2 separate regions of the Macaca mulatta genome follow, and region 1 is linked to region 2. Evidence: chromatin contacts called from public Hi-C data. All regions are on one chromosome and are shown on one strand. Each heading gives the region's core, a stretch centred on a gene start, on an enhancer-like site or on the middle of the called end of the contact. The rest is flanking DNA. Distances are from core to core; before and after follow the strand shown.

Region 1 (5,835 bases), core at 482-2,981, 120 kb before region 2:
TCTTCTTTACTTGTTTTTCTCTTTCCCTCCTGATTTTGTATTGAATTTATTTCATTATTTTACCATCGGCTTATTAGCTATATCTTTCATTTTGTTTTTGTGTGTTGTTCTAGGATTTATCATATTCTTCTTTAATTATCAAAGTCTACCTTTAATTAATATCATATCGGCCAGGCCTGGTGGCTTACCCCTGTAATCCCAGTGCTTTGGGAGACCAAGGTGGGAGGATCTCTTGAGCTCCAGAGTTTGAGGCTGCAGTAAGCTGTCATTGTGCCATTGCACTCCAGCCTGGGTGACACAGTGAGACCTTGTTTCAAAAAAAAAAAAAAAAAAAAGGAGCTATTTTACTTCCTCACATATAAGGACCTTGTAATATACTTCCCTTCTCCACATCTTTTCTGTTATTATTATGTATTTACTTCCACTTTTGTCATAAACCTCACAATATGCTGTTATTTTTGCTTTAAACAATTACCTTTTAAGGAATTTTAAAAAATTATAATAAGAAAAAAGTATTTTTATTTTTTATAGCGATTGGATCTCCCTATGTTGCCCAGGCTGGTCTCGAACTCCTGGGCTAGAGGAATCCTCCTTCCTTGGCCTCCCAAAGTGCTGGGATTACAGGCGTGAACCATGGTGTCCAGTCCAGAGTATTTTTATTTATCACGTATTTAAATTTTCTGTTGCTTCTCGCTTCTTTGTGTAGACCCAAGTTCCCATCTGGTATCATTTTCCTTCACCTTGAAGGACTTCATTTACCACTTCTCATGGTGCAGGTCTACTGATGAAGAATTATCTTAGCCTCTTTTTTTTTTTTTTTGTCTGAAAGCCTTCAATTTTTTTTTTCATTTAGAAGATATTTACTGGGTGTATAATTCTAGGGTGACTCTTTTTTGTCATCTTAAAATACTTTGTTCCGGTCTCTTGTGTTTTTGATAATTTCTTACTAAGCATTTACTGCAATTCCTGTCTTTGTTTCTTTGTGTGTAAAGTGTCATTTTTTTGTCTGGTTGTCCCTAAGATAATCTTTCCAGGACTCGGTTTTGGGGATTTGATGATGACGTTCACCTGGTGTAGTGTTCTTTGTGTTTATCCTCCTGGGCTTTGTTGATCTTCATACATCTCAAGATTTATAGTTTTTGCAAAATTTGGAAAAAATTGTTTCTTCATGTATTTTCCCCTCTACGTCTTCCCCTTTTTTGGAATTCCAACTGTGTATTTATTAGACTGCCTGATTTGTCTTACAAGTCACTGATATTTTGTTCATTTCAAAAAGTTTTTTTCTCTTTCTGTTCTGTATTTTGGGTAGTTTTTTGTTTTTTTAATTTGTTTTGTTTTTTGCTACATCTTCACCTTCAGGTTCACACGTCTTCTTCTGCAGTGTCTAATCCGCTGTTGGTCCCATCCAGGGCAGGGGGAGAGACTCTGCAAAGGTACAGAGATAGGCAGCAGCCGGGGGGCTCTGGGAACTGCAGCGTCCACTGTGATCTCACCGTGCTCAGCTTCAGCTCAGCCTCAGCTCAGCCACAGGGAAGAAAAGTTCTGTATTCTGACCCTTTGCAGGGAGTCAGGCAACTGAATGGAAATGCAGCCATTTCTCAACTGCGAACTCTCCCTAGAGAGTCAAACTCTCTTCCCTTTTGTAGTGCATGGGAGTAGTCATCTTCCTATCTCTCTTGAGGCAACCTCCCACTCTCGCCTAATTGGAAATATCTCCTGGTCCACACAATGCCACAGCTGGCAGCTCCCCCCGCTTCGCCCCCACCCCGTTCCCTCCTTGCAGCAGAGCTGCTTCACTAACTGCTGTGAATGATGCGGAAATCTGAGCCACGTGAAAGAAGCACAAGAACCCATGCCAAGCCCTATTGTGCCACTGACCTTCGGATTTGAATGAAATTAACAATTGCCTGATGATTTGAGTTCTGATAATTTCTATCAATGCACTTTAAAGTGATGGGCCCAGAAAATTCATCCTGGGGATGAGGTAAAGGCAGCGTTTTTTTATTCAATGTGCAAATTATTTGAAAGTCTCTTCCATGTGATTCAGTGTCTTCGATGACTCACTTATAATTTTTCTGCAAAGGAATGTTGAAGTGACGGGGCCAGTGACCTTCCAGAGCAAGGTCTTTGCTGCTCTTCTGAGAGCTTTCAGCACTTATACTAAATGAATGCCAGTGCAGGAGCTTATGTGGGGAAAGACTCAGCTCCATGAAGGGCTCTGTTAAAAATATGACAGTCCCCAAACCCTCGTGACCCCAAACCCTCACCATCCTGTGCTTGCAGCAGACCAACCAGGAAAGGTCAGCTTATCCTGGCTCATCTTGTTGTCAACTCTCTAAATTTAGGATTTTGAACTAAAGTTGTGTAGTCAGTCTTTTCCAGAAAATAAATTTTAATTCTTTTTTTTTTTTTTGGCAGATAACATCATTTTCAGCTGACACTAGGTGAATAATTTATATTTAATAAATTCATTTGAATGGGTACTATAATGAATGAACACAATGGGCGACAGAGGAGGCAAACTATGTGATTTTAATTCTCACAACAAGCTTAAGACGGAGGTGGTACTATCTATTCTCATTTTAAAGAAGAGGAAATTGAAATTCAGGCAAGTTCAGACACCCACCCAAAGTTACACAGGTGGTAAGAAACAAAGCTAGGATTTGAACCTATGACTTTTCAACTCCAAAGACCATGCTCCTAACTACTGTATTATACTCATTCCTCTTGTTGGATTTGGTGTAGGCACGTGTCATTAGCAAGGATTGGCTGCTTGACTATCAGCCAGTCAAAATCTGGTTGACTCTAGCACTGAGTAGTCATGTTAGTGGCACAATCTCCAGGGAGAGTTGTTGCAATCTAAGGGCTGAAAAGGAAATAGATTCCTATACCTTACTCCCCAAATCCAAGATTCTTCAAGAAATCTACCACAATGCTAGACAAGCTCATTGACTTTTTTTTTTTTTTTTTTTTTTTTTTTTTTTTTTTTGAGACATAGTTTCGCTCTTGTTACCTGGGTTGGAGTGCAAGGCACAATCTCGACTCAATGCAACCTCCACCTCCCAGGTTCAAGTGACTCTCCCGCCTCAGCCTCCCGAGTAGCTGGGACTACAGGCATGCACCACCATGCCCAGCTAATTTTGTATTTTTAGTAGAGACGGGGTTTCTCCATGTTGGCAAGGCTGGACTCAAACTCCCAGTCTCAGGTAATCCACCCGCCTCGGCCTCCCAAACTGCTGGGATTACAGGTGTGAGCCACTGCACCAAGCCAACTTTTTTTTTTTTTTTTAAGTTTACCCTAGTAGCATATCGAAAGGGCCAAGGTGAGATCAAAGTATGTCTCTCTTGGGTAGACAGGTCTCAGTGAGACCCTGAATGACTTTTATTTTACCCTTTATACTTTTCTGCAATGCATATGTATATTCGTTATAACAGAGATCTTCAAGTGTATTAGCCTACATGAGTTCAAAGATTATTTTTGCCTCACGTAAACAGCCCAGGGCAGAAAGGTGAGCACCCCCTCATGAGTTCACCAAGGTTTCCAACTGGCCCAGCATATCTGCCTTCTTCAACATGTGGTTGTTCTTTGGGTTAAGGCTCCTGCTCCAGTTGTCCTCAACCTCGTGGTTGAAAGTAGCTCGCCAGCACCACCTCCAGGAGAGGAGCTGGAGAACTGGGAGGATCTCAACAGCTTCATCTTGAAATAATTACTTATATCCCACTGCCCAAAACCTGGTTAAATGGTTATAGCTAGCTGCAGGGTTGAGGTTCATGTTTTTGTGTGTATAAATGCCAACACAATTTGTTGAAAATACTATCATTTCTTCATTGAATTTCCTTTGCACATTTGACAAAAAAAATTGATTTGTGTCTATTTCTGTACTTTCTATTCTGTTCTGTTGATCTATGTGTCTCTCCCTCTGCCAATACCACACTGTCTTGATTCTTATAAGTCTTAAAATTAGATAGTGGGATTCTTCCAAAGGCAATTTTCTTTTGGCTATGCTAGTTTCATTGCCTTTTATATGAATTTCAAAATCAGTTTGTCAAATATCTACAGAAAATTCTGCTAGAGTTTTGATTGACATTACATCAAAAGCACAGATTGATTTGGGGAAAATTGGCCTTTTTCTTGTTGCGTCTACCAATCCATGAACATAGTATGTTTCTCCATATATTGAGGTCTTCTTCAAGTTCTTTCATCAGCCTTATAGTGTTTTCAGCACATAGATTCTATGTACATTGTGTTAAAATTATTTATACATATCTCTTTTTTGGGAGGGGCTCTTACAATTTCTTGTTTGTTTTTAATTGTTTACTACTATCTTTATAAATATACATGATTTTTTTGTATTGACCTTATATTTTAGAATGTGATTAAACTCAGTATTATGTTTTTCCCCCAAAATCTACATGTTGAAGCTGGTTAACTCGATTTGGAGATAGGGGCTTTAAGGATGTAATTAAGGTTAAATGAGGTCATAATGGTGGGTCTCCAATCCAATAGGACTAGTGTCCTTATAAGAAGAGGAGAAGATATCAGGAATGCAAGTGTAGAGAAAACATCATGTGAGGACATAGCAAGAAGGCAGTGATCTGCAAGCAAAGGAGAGAGGACTCACCAGAAATCAACTTGCTAGCACCTTGCTCTTGGACTTCTAGCTTATAGAACTGTGAGAAAATAAATTTCTGTGGTTGAAGCCCCTCAGTCTGCAGTATTTTGTTATGTAGCCCTAGTGGACTAATACACTCACTGTTCCTTAAAGGAGCTTTTGGTAGACTTCTTAGGGTTTTCCATATAGACAATTGTGTAAACTGCAAATAGAGAAAGTTTTATGACTTCCTTCCAATCTGTATGTATTTTATTTATTTTTCATGCTTTATTGCAGAGTCTAAAACTTCTAGTACTGTGATGTATACTGTGGTGAGAGTGGATATCCTCCCCTGGCTTTGTTCCTGACCTTAGGGGCAAAGTATTCAGTTTTTCCCCGTTAAGTATGATATTAGATTCAGGTTTTTTGTTGATGCTCTTTATCAGGTTGAAGTGATTCCCTCTATTCCTAACTTGCAGATAATTTTTATCATGAGAGTGTTGTAGTTTGTCAAATATTTTTTCTGTGTCAATTTATATTATCATATGATATTTCTCCTTAGCTTATTGACACAGTGGATAACTTTGAATGATTTTTTGAATGATGAAGCAATCTTGCATAACTAGAATAAATCCTACTTGGTTGTAGTACATAAGTTCTTGTATATATTGCTGGATTCAATTTGTTAATATTTTGTTGAATATTTCTACATTTAAATTTATGAGAAACAGCCTGGGCAACATGACAAAACCTCATCTGTACTAAAAAGACAAAAATTAGTCAGGAGTGGTGCATGCCTACAGTCCCAGCTACTTGGGAGGCTAAGGTGGGATGATCACCTGAGCCTGGGAGGTGGAGGCTGCAGTGAGCTGTGATCATGCCACTACACTCCAGGCTGGGTGACAGAATGAGACCTTGTCAAATAAATAAATAAATAAATAAATAAATTGATGAGAGATATTAGTTTGTAGATTTAATTTTTTTTTTTTTTTTTTTTTTGAGACAGAGTCTCGCTGTGTCACCCAGGCTGGAGTGCAGTGGCATGATCTTGGTTCACTGCAAGCTCTGTCTCCCAGGTTCATGCCATTCTCCTGCCTCAGCCTCCTGAATAGCTGGGACTACAGGTGCCCACCACCATGCCCGGCTAATTTTTTGTATTTCTAGTAGAGATGAGGTTTCACCATGTTAGCCAGGATGGTCTTGATATCCTGACCTTGTGATCTCCCGCCTCGGCCTCCCAAAG
Region 2 (6,360 bases), core at 1,201-3,700:
CAAGCCCCTCTACAGAAAGTTTGATCCTAAGACCACCAGGAGAAGCAGTGGGCTTCCTGCAGGAAGGCCGTCCCAGGATTTCCCCCAGGGCTGGCGTGCCCAGCACCTCAGGTCTCAGCCCCCACACCCACTGCCTGCCCTGCAGCCATCTGGCCCCAGGCTAGAAAGTGCTGAGCTCCCAGCGCAGTACCCACAGAGGCCATGGGGCATGAGACGGGCGGGAAAGGGGGCAGGGTGGGAAGCAGTGGGCACGGAGCTGTGACAGAAAGGGGAGTGACTGGGAAGGTGGCGAGGAGACTTGGTTTCCAGTGCTGGTAAACCTGTGCAACCTTGGGCAAGCCACTGCCCCTTTCTGAGCCTCTGTCCTCAACCCCTGCCGGAGGGAAGATTGTCCTGGTCCCCTGGGCCTGCAGCAGGCAGACACTCAGAGTCTAGGGGATCCTGGACCACAGCATTCACAGGCTCTCACATCTACATCTGTGTCCTCCAGCACAGAGCTTCCTGGCTGTGGGGTGAAAGCTCCTACCCTAACCTGCCTCACCCCTTTCCCACCCATCTGGCGCACAGGACCCTACAGCCTCAGTGGGTCTTGACTTCAGCCAGACCCTCCCACTGCCAGGTGGGGAGCCCCAGCTTCCAGCCCCAGCCTCCCTCCCAGCACAGCCCTCTCGAGGGTGCAGGTCCAGAGGGGTGGCTCGGTGCCATCTAAATGCCTGCAGAATGAGCAGAACCTGCACCTCGGCCACCTTCCCTGCCTCCTCATCACATGTTTCCATCTTCTAGGAGCTGCCGTGGAGATGAAACCGGCATCCCCGGGGCCCTGTGTCCAAAGCCTATGGGCTTTTCTTTTCTTTTCTTTTCTTTTCTTTTTCTTTTTTTTTTTTTTTTTTTTTTTTGAGACAGCGTCTCGCTCTGTCACTCAGGCTGGAGTGCAGTGGCGCGATCTCAGCTCACTGCAACCTCCGCCTCCCGGATTCAAGCAATTCTCCTACCTCAGCCTCCCAGGTAGTTGGGATTACAGGCATGAGCCACCACGTCCAGCTAATTTTTGTCTTTTTAATAGAGGCAGGGTTTCACCATGTTGGCCAGACCAGTCTCGAACTCCTGATCTCAGGTGATCCATCCACCTTGGCGTCCCAAAGTTCTGGGATTGCAGGCATGAGCCACCGTGCCCGGCCACTTTTCTTACTTTGTAAACAAGACTCCCACCTTGGCAGTGTGAGCTTTCAGCCTGGGCTCCCCACCTGGGGCAGAGGGGGCTGCCCTCTGTAGAGGGGGGCCTGTGCCTTCCTCCACACATGGAGGTAACAAGACTCAGAATTAGCAGTCGTGGTCAAAAGAAGTCCTCCACACGGGCAATGGCCCAGAGATGTTGCCATGGTAAATGGGGCATCCAGAGAACAACGGGTGCTCCAGGAATCGCCAGCATTGAGACGGATGCTAGTGCCCGTGCTGGCAGGGCACACACGACACACCCAACTTCATTTGGCCCCACCAGCACAAGGGAGCTAAGGCCCTCCGGACTCCCAAATATACTTTATGTGCTCAAGGTTCCAAGGCCACCACGAGGATTCTCAGGGCTGTTGCTTATTTGTGAACTTAGGAGACAGGGGAAGGAACAGACAAAACTTGGTGCTTGGCAGCCGTCTTCTGATACATGAAATTACATTGCCCATCTCCAAGAGAGCAGCGGTGAAAGGCAGAGGCCCTTGCACCTAGGAATGTATTGTCCGTTGGGGAGACAAGGGTAAAGAGGCTTTAATGCCAAGTGGCAGGTGAAGTCTTGAGCAGTGCGGACCTGGGTCCTCATGGGGTCAGCACATCCCCTGGTAATTCTCTCCACCTGCTCCTGCCAGACTGATCCAGCCACCCGTGTGTCCCACAGGCTGATTGGCGACTGCCTGTATAGTCGCCAGCTGGTAATTATATTGAGATCACCTTCACCTAGGAAGGCATACCATCCCCATTTTCCATGAGGGGAGACTGAAGTTCAGGAAATCCAGGTAACCCCACACAGTCAGGGGGCAGGACCCAGATCCACAATCAGGCTCATCCGATTCCTAAGCCCAGGAGGCACGGGAGATAAGACTGGCATAAAGAACGTGGTCTCAGAGAAGGCAGGTTTTAGTGGGCACACAGGCAATGAATATTCCAAGCAAGAAGATAAAGCAAGGAAATGGTTTAAAGAATTAAATTCCTCATGACAAACGTTTTGCCATTTGTTTGAGTCAAGTTGGGTAATCTCTGTTCTAGACTTATTTCTGCTACTGAAATTCCCTGGATCGCTTAACTTCTCTGAAATTTAATTCCCTCCCTTGCAAAATGGGACACGCTTACGCCACAGAGACGTTGCCACGAAGGCATTTTCAGGGGGTTAAGACACCGCCTAAGTACAGGATGTCATTGTTGGAGAGATTAAGGGTGACTAATGAGTTATGAGCAATTTGTGTGGGAGCTGACCCGGAGCTGCTCAGAAAGAGGGTGCATGGAAAAGCCTCTGGGGACGCTGCTCCCCTCCCTGGTGTATTGCAAGCTCATTCCTCAAAGAGGTTTCTTCTGGCTGCGGAAGGATGCACAGACCCCAGGCACGGATCCCTGCTGGATCGCGCCCTTGCGTGGCCGCTTCCTTGCATGACAGCTCGGCCTGCAGGTGTCGGGTTAGTGGAGGATGATTCCAGACCTGGAGGCCCGCGCGCTGGGGGCAAAGGTTGTGACAGGGGCATGGACTGGCTAGGCAGCGTGCTCCCCAAGGCCGTGTCCACCTCAGCACCCACCCTGTGGCTCCCTGTCCCCTCCTTCCACCGACCCCGGGACCTCACTGCCCCCAAACTCTTGATGCATGCGGCCCAGTGGGCCTCTGAGAGGGGAAAGAATTTTATTATTTCTCTTTCTCCCTCTGTGTTCACAGAATATAACTATTGCTTCTGTAAAATTATCCAAATAATGAAAAGAATACAAAATAGAGTGTTCAGGAAAAATTTACCCAATAGGCTACCACCCAAAAATAATTTCTTAAAAAGTAATATTTTGGGAGTATCATTCCAGAGGTTCACCAAACCTATATGCAAAAGAATAGATTTAGGGAAATAATTTTTAATATATAAAATGGCATTTTTGTGCACAGCGTTTTGAAAAGCAAAAGCATACAATTCGGTTTCATTGAACTTATAAGAAAAGAAAGCTGGGTGCAGTGGGATGTGCCTGTAATCCCAGATACTCCAGAGGCTGAGATGGGAGGAACCTGAGCCCAGGAGTTTCAGAACTGCCTGGGCAACATAGTGAGACTCTCAAAAACAAATATTTTTTAAAAAGAAAACAAAATTTAAAAGACTGGCAAATTTCAAATGAATTCTTTTGTTTTAAGCTGATATCGTTATTTCCTCTTCTTCTTCTTCTTCTTCTTCTTCTTCTTCTTCTTCTTCTTCTTCTTCTTCTTCTTCTTCTTCTCCTCCTCCTCTTCCTCCTCCTCCTCCTTCTTCTTCTTTTTTTCTTTGAGACAAGGTCTCACTCTGTCACTCTGTCACCCAGGCTGGATGGAGTGCAGTGACACAATCTCACCTCACTGCAACTTCTGCCTCCCCAGCTCAAGTAATTTTTGTGCCTCAGCCTCCCCAGTAGCTGGAATTACAGGCGTGCACCACCATGCCAGTTATTTTTTTGTATTTTTAGTAGAGACAGGCTTTCACAATGTTGGCTAGCCTGGTGATCCACCCATCTCAGCATCCCAAAGTGCTGGGATTACAGGCATGAGCCACCGCACACAGCCTGATATTATTGTATTTATTCTTACAAAGTATTTCAAACATATGAAAAGTAGAGTGAATAATGAAACAGCCTTACAACTACTTTCAACAAATCTGAACATGCCCTTGGGTTGAGAAGCTTTTCTTCTTTTTTTTAATAAAAATGTTCATGGAAAAGACACTAATTAATGGAGGTATACTTGTAGGCAGGATTTCCCAACCGGCCGGATTCTGTTCCATGATGCTAGAACCTGGACACTCAACGTCTATCCCCGCAGTCCAGCTACGGCCAGCACCACCCGAGCACAGGGCTCTGAAGCACTTTCCATTCATTGTCTCTTGTGCTTGTGGGTACTTAGAAGGTGCACAGTATTATCATTCCTGCTGTGGAGAAATGAAGGCCTGGAGAGCAAAAGCTGTTTGCTCAGCTTGGGATGTAAGTTCAGGTCTGTTGGGCATCAGAGCCTGGGCACTGGAGGTCATTTCTGAAATGACGCAGGGGCTACATGTAAGGTCCCAGGTACTTATGCTGACGAAAAACAAAAAATCTGGATGGAGGAAGATTTCAAGAGTCAGTGACCTCAAAGCCCCATTATCTCCAGCAAAATGAGAGGAAATTCTGTCCTATCTTCCTGACTTTCTTGAGAGAAGTTGGTTTGGGAAACTTCCTCTGCCATCGGAAGTGGGATTGAGAGAAACATCTTTCAGAAGATGATGGAAGCTCAGCCTGGCTGGGCCACCTGCGGGTGTCTCTAGAATCATACCATTACCATTCACTCAAGACCCACTGGACCATGAATCCTGGATATTAACTACGAATGAGGGGTTTTTTAATTGAAAATTCAAAAAGAATCACAGGAATAATTTAGTTTTTTTGCAATAACTACTGAGATTAAGAAGCAACCGTACATATGTGCCTCTTGAGAGCTTGGTGCTCAAAGACAGGTGGCAGGAGCTAAGGGTCAAGCTGAGGGTGGTCTGGCTGCCAGTCCTAATGGCACAGGGGCAGTGAGATGGGCCAGTCTGACACCATGTACACTGGGACCCCCATACCTGCCACCTCCAGCCACAGCCTGCCTCCCACAGCTTTGCCCTGATCAACAGGGCCCCAAAGGACCTGTGTGAGAGTTCTATCAGTCAGGGTGCAGACTAGGCCCCTGGGTAAGTCCCACTGCCACTGGGGGTTACCTGGTCTCAGCTCCTGACCAGGACTCTGGTCCAACCCAGCGCTGTCTTCCAGGCCCCTACCTGAACAGGCCAACTGCCTCCCTGCCTCAAACCTGCTCTCAGCCCTCCTCTGTTAGGAAACAGCGGCCAGGGCAAACAAGGTAATCGTTGTAGTCATACTGATGGTATGAAAACTTAGAAATTTGAACTTTAGGCTGGGCCTGGTGGCTCACGCCTGTAATCCCAGCACTTTGGGAGGCCAAGGTGGGTGGATCACTTGAGGTCAGGAGTTCCAGACCAGCCTGAGCAACATGGAGAAACCCTGTCTCTACTAAAAATAAAAAAAATTAGCTGGTCGTGGTGGCGCATGCCTGTAATCCCAGCCACTCGGGAGGCTGAGGCAAGAGAATCGCTTGAACCCGGGAGGCAAAGGTTGTGGTGAGCCGAGATCATGCCATTGAACTCCAGCCTGGGCAACAAGAGCAAAACTCCATCTCAAAAAAATAAAAAGAAAAAGAAATCTGAACTTTAAACTGCAACAAATATCCAGACGATACACAGAAACCATAGAGTCAGCACAAGCATTAATATTACAGCATTGTAGGGAGAAGTCAAGGAAACTTAGGCAAATGAAATAAACATCAGAAACTCAGGCAAATAAGACAAAACAAAAACTAGTTCAAAACAAAGATAAATGAAGGAAAAATAACAGTAAACAGACAGCAAAGTGTTAAGGGTCTTTAATATGCAGGAATGCCTCAATGTTAACAAATGGATAAAGAACAGGTAATTCTTCAAAAGACACGCAAACCTCTGCCAAAGCCTCTGGACAAGTTGTAAAAGCTCCGTCCTCAACAAGAACAAAATCTGGGCCAGCCTTCAGGCTGACTTTCCTGGGAGAAAGTATAACCTGGGTTTGTTTTTGTTTGTTTGTTTTACCTATCCTCACTCTTCAAAACTTACCTTAGAAGGCTCCTCGCTCTGGAAGCTGCTCCCCATCCCTCCAGGGTAAGCAGGCGCTCCTCCTAGGTGCCTCCACCGGACTTTGGCCCCTCCTCTCAGTACTCACTGTGGATTTCTCCCCACCGGGTCCAGAAGCTCAGCCAGGGCAGGATCCCCAGCACCAGAACATGTGTGTCATGCAGAAGACACTCAACAGATGCTTTTTAAAACATTGCATGTGTGCATGCATGAAGATGAATACAGTAAATGCATAATTTGTAACCATGAACCAACATTTTACTTGACTCGCCATGACACCTAGTGGTGACTAACCTCCATTGCAGACAAGACAAAATCAGCCATCACTGCGGTGGGTGCTTGTGTTTTCCTTTGTTCCTGCAAATGCCTTCTGAGCACCAACTATGTGCCATGTGCGGGGACCCTGTGCATGCAGAGGACCGTTGGGTGAGTTGGTCAGTCCCTGTCCTCCAGGGGTGTATGGGCAAGA

The links. Hi-C and Micro-C count contacts between places; a contact is called where the count stands out from the background.
Region 1: a contact with region 2 is called in a Hi-C map of fibroblasts, with 1.9 times the contacts expected there. The contact joins two enhancer-like sites. A contact is called at or near these places in 2 of 14 Hi-C or Micro-C datasets (fibroblasts and liver).

Annotation. Positions count from the first base shown.
Region 1 is chr13:8,880,072-8,885,906 of T2T-MMU8v2.0, reverse strand. No RefSeq gene overlaps it. Among named protein-coding and RNA genes, the nearest start is that of NPAS2, 87 kb to the left of the region's middle. Within about 2 kb of position 1,731, at least 2 of the 40 cell types and tissues checked have an H3K27ac peak or open chromatin away from gene starts, as enhancers often do.
Region 2 is chr13:8,757,126-8,763,485 of T2T-MMU8v2.0, reverse strand. No RefSeq gene overlaps it. Among named protein-coding and RNA genes, the nearest start is that of PDCL3, 44 kb to the right of the region's middle. Within about 2 kb of position 2,450, at least 6 of the 40 cell types and tissues checked have an H3K27ac peak or open chromatin away from gene starts, as enhancers often do.